Linked DNA regions of Zea mays: region 2 is linked to region 1. A link is a contact called in public Hi-C data. All regions are on one chromosome and are shown on one strand. The core of a region is the stretch at or near the end of the contact, and the rest is flanking DNA. Distances in the headings are between cores, read along the strand shown. Region 1 holds the start of LOC100276420. Region 2 holds the start of LOC100285063.

Evidence for each region. Hi-C and Micro-C count contacts between places; a contact is called where the count stands out from the background.
Region 2: a contact with region 1 is called in a Hi-C map of ear, with 1.6 times the contacts expected there. The contact joins the promoter of LOC100285063 here to the promoter of LOC100276420 in region 1. A contact is called at or near these places in 3 of 25 Hi-C or Micro-C datasets (ear, leaf and tassel).

The regions. Positions count from the first base shown.
Region 1 is chr4:171,084,411-171,089,444 of Zm-B73-REFERENCE-NAM-5.0, forward strand. LOC100276420 reads left to right here and starts at 2,160. Exons shown (of 7, transcript NM_001374057.1): 1 at 2,160-2,507; 2 at 2,622-2,702; 3 at 2,795-2,971; 4 at 3,564-3,734; 5 at 4,493-4,702; 6 at 4,835-4,923. The coding sequence starts at 2,399.
Region 2 is chr4:172,059,817-172,064,850 of Zm-B73-REFERENCE-NAM-5.0, forward strand. LOC100285063 reads left to right here and starts at 2,345. Exons shown (of 5, transcript NM_001157958.2): 1 at 2,345-2,840. The coding sequence starts at 2,438. LOC100285370 (polcalcin Jun o 2) reads right to left here and starts at 2,265. Exons shown (of 1, transcript NM_001158263.2): 1 at 1,533-2,265. The coding sequence starts at 2,242. The coding sequence ends at 1,709. It overlaps LOC100382285, which reads left to right. Exons shown (of 3, transcript NM_001175035.1): 3 at 469-774. The coding sequence ends at 576.

The sequences.
Region 1 (5,034 bases), core at 910-3,409:
GCGTTGGGCCGTTGGCCTTGGCGTTGCGTCCCCCCACTCCCAGGCAGGGCAGGAGCAGGAAGAAAGCCTGGAAGGACGCTCGAGTGTCACGTAAAGCTGAGGTCCTCTCGGCACGCCAAGGATGGCATGGCAGCATGGGTAGAGATGGCAATGGGTACCCGCTACCCGAAACCCGGTGGGTTTTTGCTCTATTAGGGTATGGGTTTGGGTCAATTTCTCTACCCATGGGTTTGTTAATGGGTTCAATTCGAAACCCAACGGGTACGTGGGCATGGGTTTGTTCTTCCACTACCCATACCCGCAAACCCATGGGTTTTTAAAACCCGCCTTAAAATCAACATTCCTTATAAATATGTCTCATAATATTATTAATTGAATATGTTCTAATTGAAATAAACTTCATGTAACAAATTTTAGGTTAAAATTAGTTATCACTTGTTCCTTTTATGCTACCTTATTAATGTATTGATTGTCATTTACATGATGAATTATTTTTTATGTTGATGTTAGTGGGTATGGGAAACCCGTTGGGTACCCGAAACCCGCATGGGTATGGGTTTGGGCAAAATTTTATACCCGTCATGGGTATGGATTTTTTAGCGGGTGTATTTTTTCTTCGCGGGTACGTGTTTGGGCAAGTAATACCCAGCGGGTTTTTACCCATTGCCATCTCTAAGCATGGGACAGCAAACAGCGAGGTAGTAGTAGTACTACTACTACTGCTGAACGTCTGAACCTCTCGTCAGGCTGTAGGGGCCCTCGTGCATGTGAGCTGACGCCTGACGGACGCGCCCGCCCTTGGAAGTTTCGTTTCCAATGCTAGGCCGCAGCTCCCGCGGCACGTGGTGGAAACGTTCGGCGAGGTACCTCGCTGCGAGTCTCTCGCGCGCTCTCGACTCGATCGATCGGACTCGGGGAAGGGACATGCATGCATGGCCGGCGCCCGGCGGCACACATGGAACGTTGGGCCATGCATGGCCGGCGTGCACGGCGGCGGCGGGCAAGCAAAACACGGGCAGCGAGCACACGCACGAAAGGTCCAAGATCTCCTCCGCGCTACTTGCCGGCAGAGCTACGTGGTAGGTTTAAATTGTTGCCCGTGAAGCGCGAACAAGACTCGGCCATCCAAGCAGGTGAGGTGGCGACCCCCAGATTTCACCAATCCTTTTCAGTGGATGGTGGATGGACATTATCAAAATTTGTCAACAGTGCCCAATATTGGCTTCCAACAAAACTGACCCAAAGTAACTGTGGGGGGTCATTCTATACTACACAAGGAAATTAAATATAAAACCACTCGAACGACAAAAGTTTGTGCCTAGTCTAGTCAGGGACATTGGGGCCCGAAATAGAGACACATAATGCGGTGATTTCAAATACGTCTCTTATATAACACATTGAATATATAATGTGTGATGTTACAGCTACACCATACCAAATGTCACGGCCCTCGCTGTCCGTAGAAAAGCGATATAATAGATTTGTCCCTACAGTATGTATGACAATCGCCAAAGAAAGATATTTCTGACACGTTACCACGACCCAAGTCATGGCACCTTATACGACTTCACAAACAATAATTTGTTTGTTGGGTCTTAGCCGACTAGACCTATGACTCCAACTGATGTAAACTCTCTTTTTTTTCTTGATCTATAAAATGGGAGCAAAGTAACCTTTAGGAGGATTGGTCACACATGAAATTCTTTCAATCTCAATTAGAGACTAACAGGCAACACAACTGTAAATTAAGGTTGGTCGTATTCCAATCGTACGCACGGAATTTTTTAAATGATAATTTAGAGAGATTCAAGATGCCCTCACAGAACCGCTTAAATCTTAAGCCACTTTCTGATTTTTTTAAGGAAACTTTTTTACATTAATTTATAGCAAGCACCTTAAATTGAAAAAGAAAATCTTTTTTAGCCATCCACTACACTCCTGCTGAGTGATGGCAGCTTGACAAGGGCCGTGCCACTCGAAACCGCGATGATGAGTGAACATCCGCTGCATCACCCTCTGCACGTGACCCGCTCCACTCCCCTGCACTGCACGGCACACACACACTCTCTCTCTGATCAGTCATCGCCACCGGACCACCGTCACGCGGAGCTCTCTCCTACTCTCCTCTTCCCCTCTAAAACCCCACGAAATCGCCGAAAGGAGTAGCGGACGCAGCCCCCACCACCACTTGTTCAATCTCTCTCCTCTCCCGTCTCGCCTCCCGGAGCGCAAGAAAAGCTCGGATTCCTGGTGGTTTCTACCATCCTCCGTCCTCGATCTGAGCGTTGCCTGCTTCCCTGCCCCCCCGCTCAGATGTCCGCCTTCCGTGTCCTGTAAAATCTTTCGCCGCGCAGCAATCTCCCCCCACTTGTCGGCTGTCCTGCTGCTGCTGCTGCCAATGGCGACCAAGGGAGGGAACGCAAGGGGCGTTCCGGTGGGGGCGCTGCTGGTGGCCGCGCTCCTCCTTAGCTCCTTGGTTCCCACCTCCGCGTCCTCGTACCCCGCAAGTGAGCAGCCGAGGCTCGGGCTCTCCTGGTTTTGCTCGCCTTTCGAGTCTCGAGTCTCTCGGCCGGGGGTGGTTTCATGCGTTGGATTTGACGGGTGTTTCGTTGCCATCGCAGGGGTCGTGAGCGGGTTCCTCTCCAATGCGGCGTCGGCGGTGGTGAAGCGGCTGTGGTCGCTCAAATCCACCACCAAGACAGGTCTGACTACTGAAACCTCTCTGCCGTTTTGTTCCACCTCCGGTTCCGATTTGTGTTTTCCTGAGATGTGTTTCCTCCTGGTGTTGCAGCAGCGAGCGGGGGAAAGTCTATGGTGAAGTACGAGGGCGGGTACACTGTGGAGACGGTCTTCGACGGCAGCAAGCTGGGGATCGAGCCCTACTCCGTGGAGGTCACCCAGAGCGGCGAACTACTCGTCATGGACTCCATGAACAGCAACATCTACAGGATGGCGCTGCCGCTGTCCCGATGTGAGTGCGCCCTGGCTGATCTCCTTCTAGCCCCCCGCCCCCCCCCCCCCCCCCCCCCCCCCCCCCCCCCCTCTGAATGCGGCAGGTTTTGGTGTTACTCCCCAGTGGGGCTCCGCTAATTATATGCTGCTATGGTGTTTGGTGGAGTTGGTGCTGCCGAAGCTGTGGATTGGTTGGTGTCATCAATTCCGGCATGACTATTCTTTTGATGGCGATGTCTTTGTTAGCTTGCAGCCTGCACAGGCTACGTGATGCTTTTCAGTTGCTTTCAGCTGATTTATGCAACTTGGTCTACTTCCATTTTTATGCGGTGTGTTCACTTGTAGAAATGTGTTCTGGAGAAAAGGTGTCAATCCAATGTATGCTACTTTTATGCTTATATGTATGCAATGGTATCAAATCAAATTTCGTCAAGGTGTTGCTACCATCACATGCTGATCCCCTCTCTGTGATATAAACATTTGACCCAAACAGTTATATTGAATTCTGATATTCTACATCTTTTCTATCATGTTCTCTCTCTCTTTCCAGCAGATAATTTTGAGCCACATAAGATTTATCTCATTCCTTGAAACTGGGCTGAACAATGCAGATAGCAGGCCAAAGCTTGTTGCCGGTTCTCCCGAAGGATTTCCTGGTCATGTTGATGGGAAGCTGCGAGAGGCGAGGATGAACCATCCGAAGGGATTTACAGTGGATGACAAGGGTAACATCTATGTGGCTGATGCCATGAACATGGCTATTAGAAAGATCAGTGATACAGGTAAGCTAAGATGTCCTGGGGGCAGGGTAAGATGCACATGGTTCTGTCTGTTCCTTGAGTATCCTATGTTTGCCTTTTGGTGTTTGCTGGTCTTGTCCGGCGTGTCTTCAGCACCTGGATCCAAAACTGCATTTAGAAAGAAGACGCCCTGTTAGGCAATGAACATTTTGTGGTCAGCTTGCTAAGAGTAGTCTCTGAACTGCATAGTGATGTCCAGATGAAATATTTATTGGAGTGCTAATTGTCGAAAGCTCTGTTTCCTTTTCCCAATATATATATATATTTTTAAAACCTACCATTCTACTTTACAGGATGGAAGAGACAAAAACGATTTGCTGATTTTTTTTTCAGAACAAAACCGCTTTGGCGTTCAAAAAGGCATCAGTAAATAACAAATTTGCATTTTTGAATTCAAACTTAGCTATTCGTGGAAGATTACGTTCTTAAATCACATAGGAAATTTGTTAACTGATATTTTCTTATTGTCTAGCCTAATTTCTATCTTGTATCTTGATATATACATATATATTGTTGACTTGTTTAGGATCATGACTTTTTTGCTCCATAACTATTTGTCATGGATAAATTTTGTTGTATTTAAGTTCAAATTAGCTAGAGGCGTGATCCTAACTGGGTTTGAGTTTTAGTAAGGTCTATATTCAGATGTTTCTTCAATCATTATGCATACTTCTTCCTTATCTAATCTCTTGTAAAGGATAGGTTCCTTTCTGTCTGACATATTGAGTTCTGATTGTTAGGGGTTACAACTATTGCTGGGGGAAAATCAGGCAGAGGAGGGCATGTTGACGGGCCAAGTGACGAGGCAAAATTTTCTACTGATTTTGAAGTTCGTTACATTGGCAGTAGCTGCTCGCTTCTGGTGATTGACAGAGGAAACCAAGCAATCCGGGAGATTCAGCTCCACTTTGATGACTGTGTATACCAGTATGAAGCTGGTTTTCCTCTAGGTATATTATACATTGCTCAAATTTTTCTGCAATCATCGCAGGACCTGAAAACATATGACTGAAACTTACCACCTAAACATGCAGTTTAAACTCTATAATACAACTGATCATATTAACTTTCCATGCCTGCAGGAGTGGCACTACTTCTTGCTGCCGCATTCTTTGGCTACATGCTTGCACTGCTCCAACGCCGAGTTTTAGGGATGTATTCAAATGGAGATGTAAGTACCACGTGCCTAACACAGTTTTTATTTTGGGTGGGAAAGAGAAAAAAAATCATGTACCTTCCCTGCCAGATTGGCAGGATTAGCAAATATGGCTAGGACTACTAC
Region 2 (5,034 bases), core at 1,095-3,594, 980 kb after region 1:
GAGCTTAGGGTCGACTCTGCAACTTCAGTTGTATCAAGGCAACTGTGAGATCCTATGTTCTACTGTCAATAGTTCTGTGTCCCTATTCTAATTGTTGTTTAAGTAAGGTTGAGTACAATTATTTTGGAAGATGTTTCTGTGGCCAATGAGCAATTATATTAACTAATTCAGTGAAATGAAAAGTTTTGAGGGTCTTGTTATTATTTGCAAATGAAAAAATGGCATTAGTAGGTGGTCCCAAGTACGTGCCTTTTGCAACGCCTTCAGATCTACTAGGCAAAGAAATCAAGGAGGCCCTTGCGGCTGAATGCAATAACAGTTCCTTGGTCTGGTACTTGTCTTTGATGTGCCATCTGACTTCCATTGCAATAACAGTTCCTTAGTGCTTCAGCATAGATAAGGTCCAATATTTATTGTTAATGGCTACCAGTTGATTTAACTTATACAATTGGTGACTGTTGTATGCAGAATGAGCAGTTCAGAGATGCACTTGCGAAGCACAGACTTCTGACACCAACGACACCATTAGCAAGGCAGGGATCCGATGATATGTCCTTGGTGTCATCCGTGATATAAACCACTTCCTTTAGTCATGTGCTATTCTTCACTGTTATTCATGTGTACAGTTGTTCCTTTCCATAGTCACAGAGTGTAGGTTTCTAGATTTTTTGCTTGTGAAGTCTACCCACGCTGCCTCGCTCTTGTTCTTTATAATGAGATGAAATTGTATGGTGGCTTTGCGAGTGAGATGAAATGTATGGTGGCTTTGTGAGTGAACCATTGTGGTTTACCAAGTCTATTTCAACTCAAAAAATGGCATCGGGAGGCAAAACAACTGCAAAAGGGAGCAAGGCTATGACGGTACCGGTAGCGAAGGCCCAGGTCGTCGTGCAAGTCTAAGCCATATGCCTGGCGACAAATGACCATGTGCTATATATGTTGCTAAGTTACAACATAGACCAAATAAATTTACTCCAGCCAGTTTATAAAAAATACCGTAGCAAAGCACGGGTGATTGGCTAGTTAGTATTTAAATGCTAAACACATGAATTATAACCATGTCCATGTGTTTAGCAATTTAGAGACTAAAAATAACTAAAATAGAAAAAACTAAAAATTAGTAACTAAAATCAAACATGCTCTAAGTCTCCAGTACAAAACTTCAAAATGGTAGGAGACGTTTTAAGCCTCTCCTATATTTGCCTTTTAATTGCAAGTCAGAGTTTCAAAATAGTATCCATTGTTTCGTTGTCGTCCATGATAGGAGGCCTCGGTGCGAGGACAACGTTTGGATAAAGTAATGTTGAGGGCTTGAGGCGACGTGTTTGGGAACGAGAAACAAATGATAATAAATTAATAATTGAGGCGAGACTGCGAGCAACGAGCCAACGAGCATACACGTACGAGCAGATTCCACCAGATAGCGAGCAGCTTCCGCCGGCGGCGGAATCAAATTGAAATTCTATACGTCATTCATTTCAACTTTCTAACGTCCCAACATGTGCGAAATTAAAGGAAATGATCGAAATCAATTGCACACGGCGCCACAACGCAAAACTTTAATCCGATCACAAACCAATCTCGAACTAGACTAGAACGTGAAACCCTAAAACTAATGGGTTTACTGCTAATTAGGGTGTTATCATGTCGACGAACAATATCAGACGTACACGTACACGTGTGGTGCAGAGCGCCGGGCGCGTATGGTTCATGACGCCGCCGCCGTGTCCATCATGGCCTTGAACTCGTCGAAGCAGACCACCCCGTCGCCGTCTATGTCCACCACCGCGATCATCTCTGCGCACCGCTCGGCCGTCATCTCCTCCCCGACGATCCCCAGCCTCCACAGAGCGCGGCGCAGCTCCTCCGCGGTGATCACGCCGTCGCCGTTCTCGTCGTACTCGGCGAACGCAGCGCGCAACGTGTCTGACCGGTCGCCGTCCTCAAACAGCGCCTCGAGCTCCTCGAGGCTGATGAACCCATCTCCATCGCGGTCCGCGACAGCTACCATCTCGTCTGCCTCCACGGCTGTGCACCCGCACAACTCGCGCATCTCGTCCGCCGAGATGCGGCCGTCGCCGTCCGCGTCGAAGTGGCGGAACACGCGGACGAGGGCCGGCTCCGGTATTGTGTACGTGGGCGGGGGAGTGCTAGCCGCGGCTGGGGGAGGCGGACTTGAGGAGCGGCGTCGGCTGAAGAAGATATCGCTGCAGGACGCGGTGGCGGAGACGACGAGACCCATTGCCGGCCGGGTGCGACAGCTTTGAATTTGATTGACGGCCTTGACAGGGTTTTGACCCTGTTTTTATATAGGAGTAGGACCCGCCAGATAGATGAAACTCCTACGCGGTTAGTTTCGGTCCCATCTGGTCTTATCGTATACTGGTGCGGACCTAGTTGCCCTCTCCGCATCCAACCAGCTAGCGCGTCCGTCCCCATGGCGGCCGCCGCCGCGGGGTTTACGCCGGCGACTGCAAGGAAGGCCCTCTTCACTACTACAGTCACTCTCCTCTCATCGTCACTCTCACGTAGGGCCAGCAGCATCCGCAGCCGCAACCTCTCCTGCTCTGCCGCGTTCACCGCCGCCACGCGCCTCGCGCCGCAGCCGCCGGACCTGGTCCGGTGGGTGCAGCGCGAGGGCGGATTCGTCCACCGTGCCCTCCGCGTAGCGAATCATCCGGAACACGGGCTCGGGATCTCAGCCTCTTCCGCCGCGGCCTACGGCGACATCCCAATTGGGGACGTCCTCATCGCGCTCCCGAGCCAGCTTCCATTACGACTACGCCGGCCCACCAGTGCCGCGGACGACGTGCTTGTGCAGCTCGCCCAACAAGTCCCGGGTAATGTCCTTTCTGATTAGTGGTTGCTAATGCTTTGAGCCTCTATAATGATTTTGAAGTGACTGAAATTGAGCTTTCATGCTAATTTATACACTTGGTCACGATTGAATTTCTCACTTGGGAGCAGTGAACAGTTTTTCTGTTATAGTATATGATAATGTTGTTGTAATATAAGAGTGTCAATTTTGAATATCAGATTATGTCATCCAGGGTTTGCCCTGAATTGTTTTTATGGGCTTGTTTGGTGTTGGAAGCCATCAACTGTGTTGGTTACTCGTTTTTGATCTCTAAAAGATATAAAAAATAAGACAACACAAGTTATTAAATTAGAAGCATCTCCTTTTAACTAACTCTTCTACGACTATTAAAGGGAGAAGGTAATAAGATATTGCAATATAGGTAATGAAAACATTGTGTAAATCATGAAGAGCAAAATATATCACTCATCTAGATGTATACATTTGCATTTATTTCATTCCGATTACAAGTGTTCCTCGGCTTTACACAAGCTAGAGCCTGAAGGTATCTTCGAAGGTTGAGCGATCTAGTGCTCAAGGCTCGAAAAAGGTCCCTTATACATAGCATTGTTCCTCTATTTATATTTTATAGTCGTGGGGTACAACTTTGGTGAAATTACAATTGTGACCTTAGGCCTATACATTTAGCCTATTTTACATGCCAAGGGCGAAGCTGTCCTTTCCCTCTTTCGACTTGTAGACTAAACTCCGAAGGTGCCCTATGGTACTTTCTTGCTTCGTCGTTCATGAGCACAAGGTTATTTGTTCGAAGCTTCCTCTTTCTGGAATGTGTATATTGATAACTCCGATTGAAGGCCACCTTCGGCATTAGTTCTGCTTTTGAAACAAAATAAAAAACTGTTACTGGGTAAGTGTTTTGAGGACCTTCGGAGGAGTAGTCCCCGAACAAAATGTGAAATCACTAACTGAATCCTCATGCTTATAACAATGTTGCGGGGCTTGTGGATATGTTTAAATTGTTGGAATGAACCCAAAATTGTTAGAATTAGCTCCCTAGTAAGTATATGAGTAGGTGTAGTTTAAATCTGCAGTGTGTACTCTTTTCCATTGAATCAACTCAGTTTTTGTACTTCGAAAGTGGTTGAGGATAAACGTCATACTCCCTCCGTCCCAAAATATTAATCGTTGTAGACCTTGAATTTTATGTCTATATTCAAATGGATGTCAATGAATCTAGACATATATATAAGACACATACATTAAGTATTGTATGAATCTATTAAAATGCTAAAACAGCTAATATTTTGTGATGGAGGGAGTATTTTCATTGATCAGAATGGAATTACAGGCATTTCTTAGTTTGATGCTTCTTTACCCATATATTTTTCAGAGATAGTGTTGAATACTTGTTTTCGATTGGTACATGACATAAAAAACAAGGCAACACAAGTTAAGAAGCCTGGACCTTCGTCCTCAAGTAATCCTTCTTCGAAGTGTTAATTCGAGGACGAATGTCCTTAAAAATATGTGAATGAAATAACATCAATTGAGATAATAATGAGTAATGAAATGTGGAACTCATCTCATACGTCTTAGCATAATCCATTTTATCCTCTATCATATTACAAGAATTTACAAACATACCTTCGGCTTCTTGACACAAGATAGCTCGAAAGTACTTCGAAGGCTAAGCAAGATTAAGCTTGGGCCCTTCAAAAGGTGAATTTATGCAGGGCACTGTTTACCTATTTATAGGGGAGAAGTACAAGTTTGTATAAAATTACAAGCATGCCCTCAAAGTTTACACACATGATTTACAATGATATAAGGGTATTGTTGTCCTTTCTTTTTCTTCCTTATTGCGTAAGTCTCAGACCTCATTTGCTTCGTCACTTCTCACCCGAAAGCTTGTTCGTGCAGAAGCTTGCAGCTTCGACTTTCTTCCTTGCCGTCCATATGTGCTAGACGAAGCTTCTCTCCGCATTTCTTCGGCTATTCTGGGCAGCTTCAGCTGAAGGCTAGCTTCGTTCGCCGTTATCTGTATACCTGAAACACATTTGTTCACACCGAAGTAAAAGCTTTATGAGGACCTTTGGCAGAGTATGCCCCCAACAGATAGTATATTGATTTGAACAAGATTGTGTTAAGGTTTTCTTATTATTGTATTCCTCGATAATCTGTGTGTAACTGATGCTACAATGTTGTTGAGTTTACGG